Regions from separate parts of the Hordeum vulgare genome. Here region 1 is linked to region 2. Evidence: chromatin contacts called from public Hi-C data. All regions are on one chromosome and are shown on one strand. The core of a region is the stretch at or near the end of the contact, and the rest is flanking DNA. Distances in the headings are between cores, read along the strand shown. Region 1 holds the start of LOC123447890 (GDP-L-galactose phosphorylase 2-like). Region 2 holds the start of LOC123447889 (phosphatidylinositol 4-kinase beta 1-like).

Evidence for each region. A called contact is a pair of places that touch in the nucleus more often than the background predicts.
Region 1: a contact with region 2 is called in a Hi-C map of seedling, with 2.6 times the contacts expected there. The contact joins the promoter of LOC123447890 here to the promoter of LOC123447889 in region 2. A contact is called at or near these places in 3 of 6 Hi-C or Micro-C datasets (leaf and seedling) and 1 of 1 datasets of contacts at active chromatin or transcription factors (embryo).

What each region holds. Positions count from the first base shown.
Region 1 is chr4H:64,545,925-64,549,226 of MorexV3_pseudomolecules_assembly, reverse strand. It overlaps LOC123447890 (GDP-L-galactose phosphorylase 2-like), which reads right to left and starts at 1,715. Exons shown (of 6, transcript XM_045124605.1): 1 at 1,051-1,715; 2 at 1-59. The coding sequence starts at 1,159.
Region 2 is chr4H:64,256,095-64,259,486 of MorexV3_pseudomolecules_assembly, reverse strand. It overlaps LOC123447889 (phosphatidylinositol 4-kinase beta 1-like), which reads right to left and starts at 1,978. Exons shown (of 16, transcript XM_045124604.1): 1 at 1-1,978. The coding sequence starts at 1,626.

The DNA of each region.
Region 1 (3,302 bases), core at 466-2,965, 290 kb before region 2:
ATCATCCTGCGCAGGCTTCTTTGGGTCGGCCTTGAAAGCATAGAGGGGAAGCTTGGAAGCTGAAGTGTTTATGGAAAAAGAATGGTTAATTAGTAAAGGATGCTTAAATCTGTAACTTTGTGGCAACAGAAAAAAGGTTCAGAACTCTGTTTCAGTTGTCTAATTTAAAACAAACTCTGATTCGACTAATGGGACAACGAGAAATTCATACTACTAAACATAGCTAGATATAGCAGAAGAAGCTCATACATTCCGTATAATCAGTAGTCAGTCCGGTTGGTAAGTCGGGCATCAACTTTTAGAACTTCGATTTGACTGATAAAAGTACAAAACATGTGTAATATGCCACACAAAATATATGTGTACAAACTTCACTGAACCTCGAATCCATAAGATATAATTTACGAGACATACTCCCTCCGTTCCTAAATATAAGTCTTTTTAAAGGTTTCACTAGAGGACTACATAGAGAATAAAATGAGTGTATCTACACTTTAAAATATGTCCATATACATTTGTATGTAGTCTCCTAGTGAAACCTCTAAAAAAACTTATATTTAGAAACGGAGGGAGTATAACACATGTTTTGGTACTCCCTCCGTCCCGGTGTATAAGTCATTCGCGTAGTTCTAGGTCACCGATTTGAGGAATTAAATATGTGGTATATGTCATGAAAAGTATATCACTAGATTTCTACACGGATGCAGTTTCTAAATATATATATTTTGTCACATATGATACATATTTAGATAGTTAAATTGTCGATCTAGAACTACACGAATGACTTATACGGAGGTAGTACTTAAATTGGAGACTTATAAACCCAACCAAAGATAGTAGGAGTGGTAGTAGTAGTATTTTACTGTATAAACGAAAAGAAATGAAAAACTTTTGCACCGGAGGAAACAAAATAAACCTAAAATCAGACTAATTGAACATTTTATTCACAAGTTTTCGACTATGCCAACAAATTCGAGGATAAAATGAGCTGAGCTGCAACTCCCAATGGAAACTAGATGAGAATTAGGCATGAGAGGTGATAATACGCACCAGGCAAGCAGCAATCCCCGAGGCAGTTCCTGCCGCAGCCCCCGGCTCCTTCCTCCTGGTAGTTGGACAGCACCGTCGCAACCCTCTTAATCGTCAGCTTCACCTCCATCTCCTCCCGCCTCCTCTGCTGTCTCTACCGTCTACTGGGTGTTGTTAACGACGACTTAGCGTGGGTTAGCGGGTCAGCGCCGGTGCGCAATCAGAGAAGGATGCGACCGCCGCCGGCGAGGAAGAGGAGGTCGGAGGGGCTGCCCCCGGCCGAGGGGAGTGCTCCGCGTCCTCCGTGCGGCTCCACCTGCGCAGCGGGGGCGCCGCGCGCGGGGTCCGCGGTGGCAGCCGTGATGCCCGGCGAGACAACACGGAGGGCGGGAGGGGGAGGCTGGCGCCGAGCGTCCCGGAAGGTCACGGAGGGCTCCAAGGGGAGGAAGGGGGGATTCCCTGCCCGGCTGCCCGCGTCCCTTCGGGGACGACGGCGTGCGGCGTGGGCGGCGGGGTGGTGGGTTTGTGGCTGGGCTGCGTCGGCGTGGCAGCGGAGGCCGGGGGATGGGGCGGCCTTAAATAGAGGGGGCGGAGCAGCGGGGGGTGAGGCTGGGGAGGGAAGGTTTGTGCGGTGGACGCCGCGGCTGTGTGGCGCTGCTTTCGCCGCCCGCGATCGCGCGGCTGTTTTGCTGCCTGGATCGTCCACCGCTCGCCCCTCCCACGGAACGGAACACAGGCTCCGCTGTTGCTGACTAGGACGTGTCCCTGTGTACTGTATCTATATGGGGTCCGTCCCGGAAGTATGGGTTGGATGGATACCGACGGATTCGTACACGCCTACTCTTTCGTTTTTTCTTTATAGAGATCACTGATCTTAAGAAAACGTAAAGAAAAGCATATGTGTTATATCTTGTATCTGTTTTTTTAGGTTAAAGCTATTTCAACCGGGCAATTTAAATGCACACACGTTTTGTTTATTTTTTGTTCGTTTGGATCCTTAAATGTGTTAGTTATGCGTCCAACGAAACGATCCATTTTTCGTCCATACACCACACTTCTTTATGTAAAAAAAGGCCCGTGACCACAAGTTCTTCCTCCTCAACGATTGAACAATGCACTACTCATGCGTCGGAACCTTCTTCTGCTTGGTTGGCGTCGGCCCTTTGCGTGCGCCGTGGGGATTAACTACTGTGGCGGGGACGGGACCGACAAAGGCAGGGGAGGCAAGGCCGGCGACGGCGTCGAGGGTCGGCGCGTCGTCGTCCATGGTGCACTCTCGAGTGGGCGGGGGGGGGGGGGGGGGGAATTAGAGGGAAATGGTGGTGTTTTGCCACGGACAGACGGGCTAGGGGAGGAGAAGGGCGAGCGTCGCGCGCGTCCATCCCGTGTCCGCGTCAACGCAAATCCGGCCCAAATTTAAGCCTGCAATGGGTCTCGGACGGATAAAAAACGGGATCACATCCATTTAGGTTCGCACGTCGGGCTGAGATTTATGTCTACGATGACCCAAACCGACACGCACGGACTACGAAATGGATCATCCGGTTAGGGTTGCTCTTATATATCTTGTGTCTACTTTTGCGTCTCCCTCTTACTTTTATCTCTACTTTTGTTTTGCGTGTCATGATGGTATCAACATGTTATCAGCACGAAGCATCCTGGATGTATGAATGAGAACCGCGGCAACCAATAGTGGATCCATAAATTGAACTTAACCGTGACGAAACAATGAAGGCCTAGATTTTTTAATGTATGAATGCAAGTATGACCAATCAGAACTCACAAAATTCAAATACAAAGCTATATGCACTAAGAATTTAACAAAACTAATGGTTCAAACTGTTTGTCCTTGCAAACTACACCTTTTCATTTGCGCGAGCACAATGTGTGTCGTTGCTGCCACCCACTCACGCCACACTAGGCATTATGCCGACACTGCCTCTTTTCGTTTTGCAATTGGCCAGGTGTCGGGCAGCCGATGAGGTGGAGTTTGTGTTCGATAGATGACGACGGAGGTAGTGGACGTGGGTGATGGCTAGGTTAGGACTACTTGAACCTCGTCAAGTGGTCATGACAATTTTTTGCTTCAGCCGCATCCCGAAGGTGGTGCGGTTTATCTAGCACCCCATCGCAAGGGCATCCGCATGGATCATGGGAGATTGTCAGAGGTGCCTCTTGCCCCGTGTGTGCCAGTCCGTGTCCCATGTCGTACCCTTCCTTGCCAACGACCTGATCTTCACTTCACAGGTCTTACGATCGCCGAACATGGGAAC
Region 2 (3,392 bases), core at 729-3,228:
ACTCTTAGCGTCCTCTGGGTGCACTCGAAACAACCTGCGGAATGACAAGAACTCTGAATTTTCCTCCTCCTCAATACCACTGGTGCTCTTACCATCATCATCATTTTTATCAAGCCCTTCGATTCTCCTGTCTTCATGTTTGTCCTTGAATAGTTTCCTGAAGAAATTTTCCTTATCACCTTCCTCACATTTCTCATCCTCGTTCCTGTCATGGGCAGCTCCTTTCTTTTCTTCATTCTTATCCTTGAAAATTCTGCGAAAGAAATTATCGTCATCTATGCTCTTATTGCCTTTGCCATCGTCCTCCTTTTTGCTAGGAGTGATCCCTTCCTTTTTCTCATCATTTTTCTCCTTGAAAAGTTGCCGGAAAAAACCGTCCTTCTTGTCCTCTTCGGTGTTCACACCGGCCTTTTCTCTATCATCATTTTGCTTATGACTGCTTCCATCTTTCCTCTCTTCATTCTTATCTTTGAAAATCTTGCGGAAGAACCCTTCCCTATCATCATCCTCCAAACTCTTACCTACTCTTTCCTCATCCCCTTGCCGTCCATGCATGATTTCTCTCCTCTCCTCATTCTTATCCTTGAATATCCTGCGAAAAAAGCCTTCCTTCTCATCATCGTCGCCCGGTTTGTCCTCCTTGTCACGGAAGAGTCTCTTCAACAAACCGTCCGAGCTAGGTGTGAGCTCCATGTCCTCCTCCTTGCTGTCCCTAAGCAACCTACGGAAGAGACCATCTTTATCCCCTTCTTCCTCATCATTCTCTTTCTCCTTGCTATCCTTAAGCAACCTTTTAAAAAAACCTTCCTTGTCTCCATCATCCTCCTCCTTATCCTTGCTGTCTCTAAGCAACCTCTTAAAGAACCCATCCTTATCCTGCTCCTCGTCCTTCTCCATAGACCGCTTAAAGAAGGCCTTTGGCCCGATGCTCAATCGCCTAAGCAGCTTGTTGTCCTCCGAAGATGGTGTTACTGGCTGCTTCCCTTTGCTGACTCCAGCGTCCTCAGCAGCAGCCACATTGGTGCCGCTTGGAGGGGGGCTCAATCCAAGAGAGGGCGACGAGGCAAGGGACATCAGTCGCTGCTTCGACGAGCGTATCCTGCTGAGCATGGGATTGCCACGTGGGCTGGCAATAGGGGATAGCGGCGCAGGTCGGACTAGCGGTGGCCACTCGCCCTGCACGGTGGCTGCAGCCTGGCACTGCTCCTGCACCTTATCGATCCCATCCAGATCCTCGGTCTCCTCTAGCTCAAGTTCAGCAGCGAGGATCCAATGCACCTTGAGCGCGATGCGCAGGGACTTGGCACAGGTGTCGATGACGAAGCGATCGAGGGAGGGGCTGGGCTTGTGCACGAGCATGTAACAGACCTGGAAGAGGTAGGCTTCGAGGCCCGAGAGCGGGAGCGTGTACATCCGGTTGCAGAGGTAGTCGCGCACGCCGGCGTGGTCGTGCTTGTAGAGGTAGCTGACGGCGATCCACTCGCAGAAGAAAGCCGAGTCGAAGAAGCGGACGAGCCAGCCGCTGCTCCCCACAGGGGGCGCCGCATCTCCGCCGGAGGCCGTGATCTCTCGCGGCGACTCCTCAGGCCCGAAGCTGAGGCCCCGCAGCCCGAGAAGCCGCACCATGGCTGCGGGCTTCTCCTTGTCCCACCGAAACCAACCGTCACTGGAGCCCTCCTCCAGTGACCACCATCGCTCGCAGCACACGGGGCAGCTCGATCCAGAACCGCGGCCGCTCCCCCAAATCTCAATCCAGAGCTGGCTTTGGGGCTGTACCCAATCCAAACCCTAGCCCCCCGAACGGACGGCGAGATCGCGCACGCAGCTCGGTGCGAGGGCCTGCAAACCCTAGCTAGCTGCCTAGTAGCTCCGGAATCGAGCCGCGCGCCGAGGGATCTTGGAATTGGGGAGGGAATTGGGAGCGGGGAAGCGTGGCGAGGGATCTTGGAATTGGGGAGGACTCGGGGGTGGGGGGGTGGGGGTTGGGGTTGATTCGATTTGAAATGTCGCAGCGTTTTCGTCGCTGTTTCTGAGGACTCTGGTTTGAATTTTATTTTTTCTTTTTATTAATTTCTTTCGGTTTTCTTCTCCGGCGTGGTGTCCGTGGTGGCGACGGCGTGGAATGTGAAGCGGAGAGCCCGGAGCAGGTGGGGGCGGCGATGGCCGCGAGCGAATCCTCTGCGCTGCTGCCACTTTGTTGCACAGCCTGTGCCGTTCTCTCCGCCAGGGCTAGTGCCGTTCTCTCCGCGATGCCTACGAGCGTCTTAGGATGCCATTTTGTTTAACTTGCAATCATCTGTCTTTTCATATAAAAGAAAAAAAATCGGTAACGGACCGAAAACCGATAGAAGAATGACTTACACACCGACCCCGAGGCCGTGCATATAACGAGCCGCCAACTCCGTCGCCCGAGCAATCGAAATCAACACCCTACAACCATTTTCGGAGCCGCAGCTCCGACTTACAACCAATAAGAACACACGCCGACCCCCAAGGTCGCGCTCCGGGCGAGCCGTCCGCTTCGTCACCCGAGCAACTTGCAGTCATTTGTGACCGGTTCATTTGACACGTGCATTATAACTTAATCAAATCAAATTGACTTTTTTCTAAAACAACATCATATATTAACTGCTTTATATTAAATTATTACTTACCAAAACATCAATTTATTATTAACTCAATCAAATCGGCTCTTTCCTGAAACAACGTCATACATTAATTTCTCCAAATCAAATCATTACTTATAAAAACATCAACCTACTATTAACTCAATCAAATCATCTCTTTCCTAAAACAACGTCATACATTAATTTGTCCAAATCAAATCATTACTTACCAAAACATCAGTCTGCTATTATTTTTCTACTCATAAAAGGGTAGTTCCTACATCGTCCGTGAGTCCCCGCACTAACATCGATCGAAGGAATCGGTCAACCCACCCTCATCGACTTTTCTATGTACAAAACACACCCACACAAACCGGTTTTGAAACGGTTTTGATCTCTTTCCCTCAATCGCTCCCTCTCCATTCATGATCTCCTTTCTGGTTTTGATTTCTTCTTTCCTTCATGGTCTTTTGTTTCCTTTCAAATCGACCTTAGTCTCACCTAGAACTGGTATAAGTGCTTATTCAACGTGTCTCGTCCGCGCTAGAGCTCCCTTAAGATGGGTGCACACAGGGTGCGCATCAGTATCCCCATGATCGTGCTTGTGGATGTCGTAAAGATCCACCTCTCCATCGATCGCGCCGAAGAGTTTGACTAAGAGCTCAACCTCGTCAAGGGACACGGTTGCTAGCTTTGATATGTCTCCACCATATCTATATTTTTTATTGTTTCATACTATTATATTATCAATTTTGGATGATTTATATGCACTTATATGTTGTTTGA